3 separate regions of the Gossypium hirsutum genome follow, and regions 2 and 3 are each linked to region 1. The links are chromatin contacts, called in public Hi-C maps. All regions are on one chromosome and are shown on one strand. Each heading gives the region's core, a stretch centred on a gene start, on an enhancer-like site or on the middle of the called end of the contact. The rest is flanking DNA. Distances are from core to core; before and after follow the strand shown. Region 1 holds the start of LOC107914491 (actin-related protein 2/3 complex subunit 1A). Region 2 holds the start of LOC107915372. Region 3 has its middle 5.1 kb from the start of LOC121222164.

The links. Hi-C and Micro-C count contacts between places; a contact is called where the count stands out from the background.
Region 2: a Hi-C map of leaf shows a contact between it and region 1, with 1.5 times the contacts expected there. The contact joins the promoter of LOC107915372 here to the promoter of LOC107914491 in region 1. A contact is called at or near these places in 2 of 34 Hi-C or Micro-C datasets (both in leaf).
Region 3: a contact with region 1 is called in a Hi-C map of leaf, with 2.5 times the contacts expected there. The contact joins the enhancer-like site here to the promoter of LOC107914491 in region 1. A contact is called at or near these places in 16 of 34 Hi-C or Micro-C datasets (anther, callus, hypocotyl and 3 more).

Annotation. Positions count from the first base shown.
Region 1 is chrD10:18,106,213-18,110,729 of Gossypium_hirsutum_v2.1, reverse strand. It overlaps LOC107914491 (actin-related protein 2/3 complex subunit 1A), which reads left to right and starts at 2,174. Exons shown (of 15, transcript XM_016843418.2): 1 at 2,174-2,493; 2 at 2,916-3,001; 3 at 4,039-4,115; 4 at 4,328-4,422. The coding sequence starts at 2,424.
Region 2 is chrD10:18,321,980-18,326,496 of Gossypium_hirsutum_v2.1, reverse strand. LOC107915372 reads left to right here and starts at 2,534. Exons shown (of 5, transcript XM_041102151.1): 1 at 2,534-2,824; 2 at 4,167-4,335. The coding sequence starts at 4,240.
Region 3 is chrD10:17,974,410-17,978,926 of Gossypium_hirsutum_v2.1, reverse strand. No RefSeq gene overlaps it. Among protein-coding and RNA genes, the nearest start is that of LOC121222164, 5.1 kb to the right of the region's middle. Within about 2 kb of position 2,041, at least 5 of the 9 cell types and tissues checked have an H3K27ac peak or open chromatin away from gene starts, as enhancers often do. A contact at or near this core is called in hypocotyl and leaf, where this site is marked.

The DNA.
Region 1 (4,517 bases), core at 925-3,424:
CGAGTTGACTGATGTTATGACGTGACAAATTGTTTGGCGACATCACAACTTGGTAATGTTGACGTCACGACGCCAATATTGTGTTTTGTAAATTTTACAATTCAGTCCTAATTTGATCTTAGGTTAACTTAAAAGCTTTCGTAAGCTTGTTTAGGACTCGAGAATAATTCTATATTGTATTGTTTGTTTAAAATTTTTATGAATAATAGCTTGATGATGTGAATTCATATTTAATTTGATCATGGTTGCTCCGACAACAAATGTGGCACACTGTAGCTTAGACTTGATGATTGACTCGGGTATAGGGTGTTACAGGTCATCTACTAATACAAGTTATCTTTTCGTATTACAATCTGACCATGTAATATCGCTTAGTATTAGTTAAACGTTAGATAACCATTGAGCCAATATTTGCTTTCATTTTACTTTGCACGTAAAAACTATTAAGGACAATATACAATTATATTAAACCATTTTGTTTGAAAAAAATAGAAGTGTATGTAGCCAAAAATACTACACTTAGGACACCAAATCCAACACCAACGTCATACTTCACGAATGTTCTTTTCTTATACAATGAGCAAGGTATTAACGTCACGGCCTCAGGTTTCTACATTGTGACTTTAGGAAACGACACCCCGACTTTAGCATTCACGTCGCAATGTCACTCACTATTTGGCACGATCCCTATAACTTGATCAGTCAACATTGTGCCTTTGGCTTTCTAACATTGTGGCGCTGCATGGGACATTTGGTTCTTCAAATCCAAATGGTTAGCGTGGTCGCGACCTCCAATCTTTTAATGTCACTACCTCAACCTTGGTCACCTTATGCCATCCCAGTTCCCCACATCGCGACGTCAAGCAACTCAATGCTGGGGCGTGACTTTCTGTTTGTCAAGCCTTCAAACCTTTATGTCCTTAGTCTTCCACTCATCAACACATTATCAAAAACACACTTTATGCATCGCATATTACCAAAACTCTAAAATAACATCAAAATGCTAAAAGTGACACAAAACACAAACATATCCATTAATGACCTAAAACATGATTTGACCCTAAAACGATTCAATTTCACTCAAAAGTAAGCTAAAACAAGCATGAGAGGACAATAATTGTATATACATAATTATCCCTTATCAATCACCCAACTTTCGTAAATTTTCAATTTAGGTATCGAAAATAAAAAGTTTGTAATATGGGCACTATCGTTACATACAATTATCATTTTAGTCACCGCCGTTACGTACTTTTATCATTTTAATCACCCAACTTTAGTACGTTTTCATCTTGGTCACTCATTTTATCTTTATAATTTTCTTTATTATTTCATTTTTAAGAATCAATTTTAGTTTTTTTAGAAAGGGGAAAAACCTGGTTTTTATAGTGGAAAATTTGGGTTAGAAAAATAATTTTTTATATTTTTAATTTTCTTTGTTTTTTTTCCTTTTTAGAATTAATTTCAATTTATTTCTTAGTGAGAGGGAAGGAAAAATATGGGGTTTATAGGGGGATTACCTTTGTTTTTATAGGATAAACTTAGTTTTTACAAGAAAACCAATTTATCTTTTCATTTCCATTTTATTTTTCCCTTTTTAGAATTTTTTTTCTAGTAAAAGGGAAAACCAAGGTTTTATAGGAAATTATTTTGTTATTTATAGGAAATTACATTTTATCTTTTAATTTCCATTTTTTTAATTAATTTTAATTTTTTTCAGTAAAGGAAAAACTTAGGGGGCTTACAAGGAATTACTTAAATTTTTATAGGAAAAATATGAGTTTTTACATGGAATTAAGTTACTAGTGAAAAGCTTGGGTTTCATCTCATAGCGTAATAACTTAATTTCTTGTAAAGCCTATATTTCCTTTGAAAAAAATAATTTTAAAAAGAAAATAAGTGATTAAAATGAAAATTTACTAAAGTTGAGTGATTAAAATGAGTGTATGCAATGGTAAATTAATGGCAAGTGGCTAAAATGATAAAAGTATGTAATGAAAGTGACTACAATGATAAAAATATGTAATGGCAATGCCCATATTGCAAACTTTTTAATTTTTGTGCCTAAAATGAAAATTTATGAAAGTTAGGTGACCAATTGTGTAGTTTATCCAAAAATGAAATGAGGTAATGGAGAAAAAAAAAAGAGAAGTGGAGATTATGAGGGCTAAATGAATGTTTAACCCATAATTCAACCTGCTGAAAAGAAAAAAAGAAATCTAAAAATCCCCAAAGTCGACGGGTGAGAACTTGTCCAATCGCACCTCTATTGGTATTTGGTATCTAGTCTAGTCTTTCAAGCTTTCCGTTTGTTAACAGAGACTTTAAACCGAAGCTGAGATCGCTTCACAGTTCTTTCTCTTCTCCAGAGATCTCTCTCCATCTCATTTGGAGCTCAATATATCAAATTCATCAGCTTAAAAATGGCGGCCGTCGCCGTTCACCAGTTCGCTCAGTGCATCACTTGCCATGCTTGGAGTCCCGATCACTCCAGTAACTTCATTCATTCTTTTAATTTGTTTCTGTCGAAATTCCATTTCCTCTCTTCATCTTTATGTTTCGGTTGGTTGCTGTGAAAATGTAGGAAATAAAAGAATGTATATATTTGAGTTAAATGATATTGTGATGTGATATTTGTCTAAGAAATGTAAAATTGAAGAAGAAAATGAAATTAATGGTCAATTTACTCTTTCTTTACGTTACTTTCTCATTCTAAATTGATCCATTTTTTGGTGATATGCTGGATTTAGAACTAATGATACATGTTTAATTAAAATGATGCGTGTTTTTAGAGCTAATTTTTTTTTTGTTTTGAGAATTTTAGAACTAATGATTTGGTTCTTTTTATTTTAAATTGCATGAGATATTGTTTTCTGTGTTTTCTACATATTTAATTCACTTTCTCTTGCCTGCAGTGGTAGCATTTTGCCCAAATAATAATGAGGTTCACATTTATAAATTGGTGAATGACAAGTGGGAGAAAGTTCATGTTCTTCAGAAGGTACTTTATCAAAAAATTTCCCCTATAAACCACCAAGTTATGTTTTAGTCCAATTATCTATGCTGTATGTGTTAACTCATCTCCAATAGTTATTTGAAGTTTCATTTTGGAGTCATGTTATGTGGTACTTTTGGAACACATCAATTTGCAAATTGGATATGACTAGAAGTCTAGAACCTAGGTTGAAGCCTCTCTTTAACTAAGAATAAAAATGTTTCTTGAAAAGGAAAATATGAGATGACACGTTGGCTTCTTGTCTGAAATCTTAGCCTTTCTTTGTAAGTAAATAGAAGCACTGCCACAGCATGGAGGTCTGATGAATTTTTGGGTTTCAACCTATGGTATGATATCAGTCTGCCTTTTTACCACTTTTGTCTTTAACTGAACCGGAAAGCTCTGTGCATATAAACCAAAGTTGGGAATTCTAAAGCAACCGGGAGATTTATTAGATTAGGTTCTGAATTGTGTGATAGGGATTACAGTAGTTGTGAGAAAGCTAAAATTTAAAAGGCGAGAACAAAGAGTAGCAGCCTATGATGAGATTAGTTCAAGAAAAAAAAAGCCCATGATGAGATTCCAAGATTCCGAAACTCATTGCAAGGTCTTGTCCAGACTGCAAATGATTGGAAATAAATTGTACTGATATTTAATAATACTTTTGATTCTTTAAATGTGCCCATGCTAGAATTGTTGGATATGCCTTGGAACAAGTTAAAAGGTGAGAAAGACCAAGTTATAATGGAAGCACTTTAAACTATGGATGTTGAGCACAATACTAAAACATGAGGACCTCCACAGTCTAAATAATCCACTCTTTTCGTGTTGAAGACAACAAGGCTGTTTAGTCTTCTTCTTCTTTTGGAAGGAAATTCTATCCTAGCATGTTTAGTTACTTATTTTTCTTCTTATAAAATGAAAATTTATCCAGGTGTTGAAGTGACTACATTGAAGGATGTTGATGCATTTCTTTGTTAAGTTTTGTTTGTTTTATGTTTGATTTTTTATCAATATGATTTTTTTATGTCAAATTTTCACAGCATGATCAAATTGTTTCTGGGATAGACTGGAGTGGAAAGTCAAACAGAATTGTTTCTGTATCTCATGATCGGAATTCGTGAGTAATTCTTTTTATTTATATATATATGTACAAATGAAAGTTCCGTAATTTGGATCTCCTCCTTTCTTTTTCTCTGTGCCTGATAAACACAAGCAAACAGTGCCTAACATGAGCTTCGTGTTCGACTTCTTTCGATTTTCTTGTTTTCATTTCTCTATGGCACTGTTATTGTGTTCTTTGTCTCCTGAAATTTGTGATCCCATTTGAAGATATGTTTGGAACCGAGAAGGACCAGAGTGGGTACCAACTCTTGTTATTCTTAGGCTCAATCGTGCTGCACTTTGTGTTCGGTGGAGCCCCAAAGGTACATAAACATAATTTGACCTTGCACTATTATTAATTCTTCACTTCTTTGTACTGTACAATAAATTAGGTTTTTACTCAGATTGGCACTTTCTT
Region 2 (4,517 bases), core at 1,285-3,784, 220 kb before region 1:
TTATAATTATATATAATAAAATTTTAAAAATAGCATAAAGTAAAATTAAAATTAATAAAAGGGCGAAGTCAGAATTTTTTTAAGAGGGTAAAATTAAATTGTAATTTTTACGATAGTAAAAATACAATTTCACCATTTTAATAGCATGTATCTTTATAATTTTTAAAATATTAAATCAAATTTTTATCATTTTTAAGGGGTCAAAGTGTAATTTTACTTTTACTAATTAAAATTTTAAATATTTTAAAAGGCATAAATGAAAAATTTTTTATTTTAGGGGTCGAGTCTTGCGAACCCCTAATTACACCCTTGGATTAATACAAAGAAAAAGATGTTTAAACTTTTTCAAAATGTGATTCAACACAACTTGATTTTAATTCTTGAAATTTAAAAATAAATTGAATAAAAAAATAATTTAAAATATAGGTTATAATATTAGCTCACCATTGTTAAAAATGATGTTTCATTTTTTGGGGGGCCATTTTCTCGACATCACCATCTCTTCTCGAAGCCGTTATCGTTCGAATAAGACTCAATATTTCATATAAGTAAAAGCTATTACATAGTATTAAAAGTTAATTTTTTTTCATTAAATATCATTTGGAAGGAAGTAAAACCTATCAAATAATACTAAAAATTATTTTTTTCATTAAATGTCAGTGTTGGATGTTAATATATCTATTTTATAATGTGTAACATTAATTAAGTGGTAAATAATTAAAAACAAATATGTCTATCTAATTCAATATTGATATAGTTTTATCTAACAAATTTTATTTAATTCCAGTTTTACAAATTATTTAATTATAATTAAGTGTTTAATGTTATTCAATATTTCTACGAAAGGTCTTTTCCTTTATGCGAGTAAGATTGATATATCACATTTGTTGAACGTGACGACAAAAGTAAAAAAGAAGTTATTAATTTAAAATAATAAATGCAATTTAATGCTAATACAAAATCTAATTCAACATTTATATGATTTTATCTAAAGACTCACTTCAATATAAATTTTGTAATATAATGAATAATAAATGGAGGTTTCTATATTAAAAGGCGGATTGCATTTTACTTCTTTTATGCAATAAATTGGTAAATTAGACCTTATAAATGAAAAAAAGTTCAAATTGACCATTCAGTTAAAAATTCCATCCACACGTGCTGTTGAGTGATTATTTAATTTTTTTTTAATTTTTTTAATGTAAGTGAGTGATTATTTGAATTTTTTTAAAAAATTTTTAGTGCAAATGAGTGAAACTAAAGGATGAGTAGAATGAGGCAAAAGTACCATGGAGGCCCTTATTCAAGGAGCCGGATTGTATTTCGCCCCCTCTATTCAAAAATGAGTAAATTAGTCTTTGTAATTTAGATCAAATAGCAACTTGGTCATTCTATTAAAAATTCCATCCATTTCTACTTTTAAGCGATGATGAGACTGGTGAAACAATCGGATAACGATATTTGGTGTGCCATATTTTACCACATCAACAAATATTTAAAAATTAAAAAAATCTCAAAAATAAATATATTTTAATAATTATTTAAAAATATCTAAGATGAACCTAGGCAAATGGTTGTCCATGTTCAAATGAACATGGACAAAAGTTATCTAAATTCATCATGGATGTAGTTTTTTTAAAATAATTATAATTTTTTATAGTAAATTATTTAAAACTATTAAAATTTTAATAATTTTATAAAAAATCTTATAAATCTGACTTTTTTACTTCAATAATATAAAATAATAATTAATAGCTTAAATAGTATATCCATGAGATTATTTACCAAAATGGTATGTTTGCTACAGTGTTCTGGTGCCGCTTGACAAATTGGCGGCACAAGATTGAAATGTGATGACCTAAAATATTCAAGGACCTAATATGTAAATTTTCCATTTTAATTGATTGCTAAAAAAAGCTTTTAGGGTTAAATTGCTTCATAACCCCTTCTTATTTACTATTTTCTTTTATTCTCCTTCAACACAAAAAATAGATAGGCCTACTACCAATTAGTCCAAAAAGTTTTTTCTACCAAAAAATAATTTTTTTGTAAAAGATTTGATTCCAACTGAAAATAAATTTTATTTATTTATATTAAAATATATATATTTCAAATTATTTTATTCCGGTTAGAATAATTTTTCGAAAAAAATTTTTACAAAAAGAATTATTTTTTGAAAAGCAAATAAAATTTATTTCCAATTTTAATTGACTTTTTACAAAAATATTTTTTAGACTAATTGTTATTAAACCTTTCTATTTTTAGTGTTGAAGGAGAATAAAAAAATTGAAAAAGTCAAATCATGCATATAAATGAATTTTTTAAGGAAAAAAATCATTTTCTAATTTATCTAATTTTTAAATAAAAGAACAAAATACAAAAAACAAAAAATTGTTATAACAGGTGGAACGAAAATGGAGAGGTCTACATCCTCTCAAGTCTCACCGTGAAGAATAAAAGAAAAAGAAGACATATTTTTGGGGATGGGCCCACAATCGTGATTAGTAAACCTTAGTTTTATGGTTCTGAGAGAACGGAACGGACACGCTTCTACCAATAACTAAATAACATGTGATCAAAACTCTCTCCACTTCCCCTGCCCTTCTTCCATTTTCCTTCAACCCAAAGCTTTAAACAATAAAACAAACAAAATATATTGGCTTGGGTGTTTATGATTCCCGACCACACAACGAAATCCATTTAACTTTCCCACCCAGCAATCATTTAGCTTCTGCTTTCTTCCATCTTCTCTACCTTCAATCCATTGTTTTAAGAGGAAACTGGAAGGGGGATTTCAGATAAAACTCTCTCTCGCCTTCTATACGTATGTTCACTATCTAATTAATTTCCATCAAGGGTTTCTGTTTTGTATTTTTGGGCTTGCTTCTTTTCCTGGGTATTTTATTATTTTTGTCTTGCTTCTGGTTTTCATGTCCTTTGGCTTGCCTGCTAACTTAAACTTATTTTCATTTTGGATTAAAATGATCTTTCGTTTTAGTTTAGTGTATGGTCTGGCGTCGAATTATGTAATTTTAGCTGAAGCTGTTAATGCTTTAATGGGCTTTGTGTGCTTAAAACAGTAATTTGTTCGCTTCAAATTATTGATTCTAAACTCTGTTGATCTTTCTAGGGTTTGATATGTATAATTTTTTTTACTATATGTGTCATTTTTACCATTGATTGCATCTGTAGAATTGATGTTTCATAGTATACATGTTTCCTGGTATTGGAATCCTGGGTGTTCATCAAGTGTCTCCCACTTTACCAACTCACATTGCACTACATGGGGGAAGACTTGAGTTCAAACTTCCGAGATGACATTGTTGGAAGGGTCAACCATGAATTAGTCAAGGATTTCAGAAATGGGCCAGTGATCGAACCGGTCAAACCACCGGTTCTTGGTCTGACCAGTTTATCAGGTTCAATTGAATAAAAATTTAAAAAATAGGAAAAAAACCGGTTTGTGGGTCAACTAGTTCAACCCCCTTTTTGGACCATTATCCCAGCCAGTTCCCAATCCAACTGGTCTGGTTTAGAAAACAGTGGGATTAGTTTCTATGGACCATAAAACAGACATGAAAGATACCTTGGTTCCACCAATAAAAGTCTTCTACCTTTTCCTGTGATCCATGTTTTGTGTCTTTTGGTTAAAACTTAACAAGTTTATGCATCTAGTAGAGGCTTGGCAGAATGAAGACCGGAAATTAGGACAAATTGAGTATCAATGAAGATTCCATTATTTTTTCTGTTTTGCTTACCTTTTAAATTATAAATTTTGGCTCAACTTTGATGTTGTTTGAGCATGAGAGGAGATCACATGGTGGCCTCCGAAGAGACTAATGTAAGTTATATAAGATTCAGACAGTGACTTTTTGTATGTCTGGGCGTTAAATGATTTTATTTTAAAATGTAATAGTAGAAGGCCTTGTTCATTCAAATAGGTCACCTAGGTGAGCAATTAGATTAAGGGCCATCTCCGATTAACTCTTTCCTTTTTGTCAGAGTTGGCACAATGTGAATGCAATTACTAAATCTAATTATACTAATTTAAGTTATTTAGCATATCCCTGTTGGGCTATGATATGCGTGTGTGTCTAAACTGAGCTTCCTAAAATGTTGGTTCTGTTCTGGTAAGAGATTAGTAATTTAAATCTACTTATGTTCAGATAAGCGTTTAGAGGTAATTGCAAACAGAAGACAGTGGAAGAAATCCAACTGCTGTTCTGCTAAGGTTGATTGATGGTCATTATGGATTTAAAAGGTATAACTTGGGTTGGTCATGTATATCAGAAATTTGAAGCCATGTGCCTAGAGGCAGAAGAAATTATGTACCAGGTATGCTCCATTAGATAATCTTTCTCTTGTATCTTCCCCAACCTTTTTCATGTCCAAAGGAGGTTCTATGCATTCAATTCATGAGAACCCTGGTAGAATGTTGTCACACCTTCTCAGCATTTGATCTTTTTCCCTTGTTTTTTCTGTGTTCCATATAAGTAACTGTTTTTGGCACAGCTTTC
Region 3 (4,517 bases), core at 792-3,291, 130 kb after region 1:
AAGTCAGTATGTGTTTATAGTTAGCAAATTACCAACTTGCCATGAATTTATTCATAACAACATGAATATTGTTTTCGTAATATTAAGTTAAAAAATATAATTAATATAACACAATTATGTCATATGGATGAAACTTATTTTTCAGAAATTGTGCTTTGGAACTTTAATCTTTTAATCTTCTTAGTTTAATTTACTTAGTTAAAATCCAGTTTTATTAAACCCTTTTTTAAAATAAAAGATTTTTCTTCACCAAAGTGTTTTTAATTGCATTTCATAGATATTTCTTTGCATGGTTCATGTGGGTACAATAACGCGACATTTACTTGTTATTTTATTACTTGATAATGATTGTGTACACTTGCACATTTCCGTCATTCCACTAGTTTAATTGTTGAACATAATCATTCTCTAATCGAGATTCCATAAAGTAGAATTGTTGATCCAAACTGCTTAACAAATATTATGTTATTTCTCTCATTACTTTGCTTCTTAATTTACCTTGTTATATTAATTGTTCTATCCCAACGTATAATTGAAACATCCATAAATTGAAAGCTTTTTTTTTTTTTGCTTCATTCGATCTGTTCTGTTGTAAAAAACAAATAGAACAACCTTCAAAAGTTTAACATTATAGCATTCCAAAAGAAACCACATTTAATCACTAATATACCTATGTTTACATCAAAGCAATAGCTCACCACCAAGCTTTAAACATTTCCTAACGAATTATACTTGCAATCACCAAGGAAGATGTCATTTCGTTTCCATTCTTTTCTGCCATTGGAAAAACAACATCTCCTACCTTCTCAATGTCTCTTTCAATTTCTGTAAAAGTTGCTTGAAGGGATCATGGTCTTATTGACTTATTTGCACACCAATTAAACACCACTATTGAACCAAGTTCTATAAATATATAATCATTTAGCTTCCATTTCGTAGCTAAAAATACTTCCAATGCTAACATCGCCGCGCTAATCTCTATCAGATCAGTATCATTTGCTGCTACAGAACCTAAAAATAAAGCTCTTGTGACTCTCTCATTATCTCTTAAGACACCGGAATGAGTGTGATAAATGATGAATCGATACTCTTCTCAAGCTTTCCTGATATGAGAAAATCAGACATCAATCTAAATAGATCCTCCTTTACAATCTCCCAACTTTTTCTAAAAAAACACAGATTAAAACCATCCAGTCTAGGTGCTTTCGATTCATCGCAACTCCAAACAGCCTCTTTAATCCCATCCATCAAAAATGGTTCCTCTAATCTCAAAGCCATCTCTTCATTAAGTATTCTAAACTTCAAATCCAAATTCATTTTCCACTTTCTTGCTGGGCAATTAAAATAATTTTTGAAAAAAATGTACAGTCCCTATTTTATCTCCTTAGGTTCCTTGTACCAATGACCCCCAATTTTCAAGCTATACACCATCTTTCTTTTAGCCTTGATTTTAACTGCTCTATGGAAAAAAAAGAAGAAGCACAATTAGCATCCCAAAGTTCGACGTTCAAATTTTTTAATTCCTTCGTTTCCTACTCGGTCAACATTCTATGTTCGCTAGCTTCGTCAATCTCCTTTATCCTATCTTCGTTATTTATAATTCTTTTTTCCAAAACATTGCCAGCATCCACATTCCATTTCTTGAGAGCTCCCTTGAGTTTTCGCAATTTTCCTGCCATTTGCCCTTTTAAACTACTCATTCCCGACCATTCCTTCTCAATTAGTCTCCTACAATCTTGCTTTTTAAACCATCCATTAACGAACTTGAACGGTCTTGGTCCCCATTCGATTGTTTCATTTGCCAACAAAACTAGTATATGATCCGATATCGTTCTGTTTAGTCCTTCTTGTTGTAAGTCTTTCAATTGAACTAACCATTCTTCCTCTAGTAAAAATCTATCAAGTCTACTACGTTTATTGTCCGGACCAATCCATGTGAACTTTTTCCCCAATAACGACAAATCTACCAGTTTACATCTATCAATAACGTCACCAAACTCCTTTGACCCCTTCTCTATGCCCGAACAGATGATTCATTCACTTCTATTTCTCACCATGTTAAAATCCCCACCTACTATCCATGCACTACTAAATTGACTTCTCAACCTATATAGAACTTCCTAAAGAATTTTTTGATCTGACAGATTGTTAGGAGCATATACATTAATCAATACTGCCTCCATCACTTCACACACCCACTTTCCTTCAATTACAATAAACCTGTTCCCACTAAACTCCATATTGGTCGTAAACATACCCTTATCCCATATTGTTATCAATCCTCCTTACCTTTCTATTGCAGCTGCAAATTTAAATTCAAAGCAGTCATTGCCCCAAAATTTTCTAACTAAATCCACTGACACCATTTCTAACTTAGTTTCTTGAAGGAAGCAGACATTTGCCATAGTCTTTCTTACTAATCTATTAACAGCTGCTATTTTAGCTAGACCCCAACCCTTTGATATTGCAGGAGACAATTCTCATGTTTCCAATCGAACTAATTAAATAAAGTAAAATCCAGTAAACCAACCACACACCAATATCCCGAGTTCCTCTTCCCTCTGTCTTTGATAGCTCCTTATTGTTGCCCTTCAATCCTCATTATCTCTTCAATTACTATCTCCTCATCGCCTTGCACACTAAACCCCAATTTTTCCCCACCTCCCACGTCTTCTTCGCTTCTTTAAGAACGACTTTTCTTCTATTATTCATGTCTGAGTCCGATAATGACAAGTTTGTTATGCTTTCTTCGTTCCTGGAATCCCCTTTTCCCTTCAATTTTCTCGTTCCCCTATCCCTCTTCAGCTTTTCTTTTGTTGTGAGCACTCTATCCTAAATCTCTTGCATAGATCTGATTCTCTTATTCAACACTTTCTTATTTATTTTGTTTTGTCTTATTTGGAAAAGTTCCTCTTCAATTTCAAATCCTACAACCCGATCCCTTGGTCCCTCTATTTCTGATAAAAATGTTGAATTTTGATTTGAATTTGGGCTCCCTTCATTGACTGAAATCTGCATTTCTTTCTCATTTAAGCCCATTTCATTGCCCTCAACTATTTGTGTTTCTAACCCTTTATTCTGATCCAATACCAATACCAATACTAAGCCCATATTAATTAAATCTTCTTGACCCCGATCCGTTAAGGCTTCCATAGCCTTCCCTTTGAAAGCTTTTTCAATAAATAATACAAATGTAATTTCAAAAATAATTTAGATAGAAACATGAAGTCGTCAAAATGGGTGGAACATTTGAAAAGTTAAGCTAATTTATTTGACAAAAACATGAAGAAAGTGTATTGTAGATAGATTTTTAAGCAAGAAACGTGAACCAATGCTTCTTGCAGATTTTTTCTTTAATATTATTAGTTTGCCCCAGAGACTTAAGTCTTATATCCATATAAATATGTCTTGTATCCAAGAGAATCAGAAATGGAGTAAATACGAAACTTGAATATTATATTTTTGTTGCATTCATTTTCCCTTTTTCCATTAAGTTGAAGCTTTCAATTAAGATGCCAGTAAACTTAGGTTGTAAAGTGGTTTTGTTTTTCTTTCTTTTTTGATGTGGCTAGATAAAGATTATAATTGGGAGACTTCTAATATAACTTATAAACTATATATTTGCTCTATGCTTCTTGGTGAAGGCTAGCACATTGACTGAATTATATCAATGACAATGGATAGGTTTTGAAGAAAGCAACCTAGTTCTTTTAGGTTGTATATGTTAATGCTGAAAGATTAGTTCGATAAGTATATGCAATTGTTTTAAAAAAAAATTTAATTTATTTAAATAATATTACATTATACTTATATTTGAATATTTGTATACAAACAAATACAAATACTCTAGAAAACTTAAAGGTTAAACAACATGGTTTCTATAGAAAAACAGATCAAAGCTTTCTAAATTTTTCCTTCCTTCTTCAGCGGTTTAATAAACAAAAAGTGCTCCCCAGAGATGCTTGTTTAACAGCTAACTGTTTTAAAAAAAAAAAACTGTGATATAAATTGATTTGTTGAGCAAACTTTGAACAAATTGACAAGAAATAAACAGACTTCAAATCTCTAAATTTTAGATGAAAGTGATGGGGTTTATCAAGTATGACTTAAAATCATAGTTATCTTTTAATTCGTGTTAGATGTATATAAAAATTAATTATTTCAAGATTTATAATTATACTGTTTGTAATATTAATTTCAACATTCTAACTAATATTATCATTAAAAGTGTGAAATTTTGTCTCATTTGGCATTAGAGAAATGATTAAAGCTGAAACTTGGTCATAAATTCTAATCCATTTTTGGTTGTTAGTATCATAATATGTATTATATAATTAGACATAGAATAAAAAATAATTTGTATAGATTTAAACTTGAAATTAGAAAGATAAATAAATTCTAATAAAAAAATAAGATTTTCAGAATATTTCCTTCTCCTCTTCTAAGACAAATCATGCGAGTGGCTAAAAGTTATCTATTGAAATTCATTTATTACTAGCTCATATACTAAAATATAA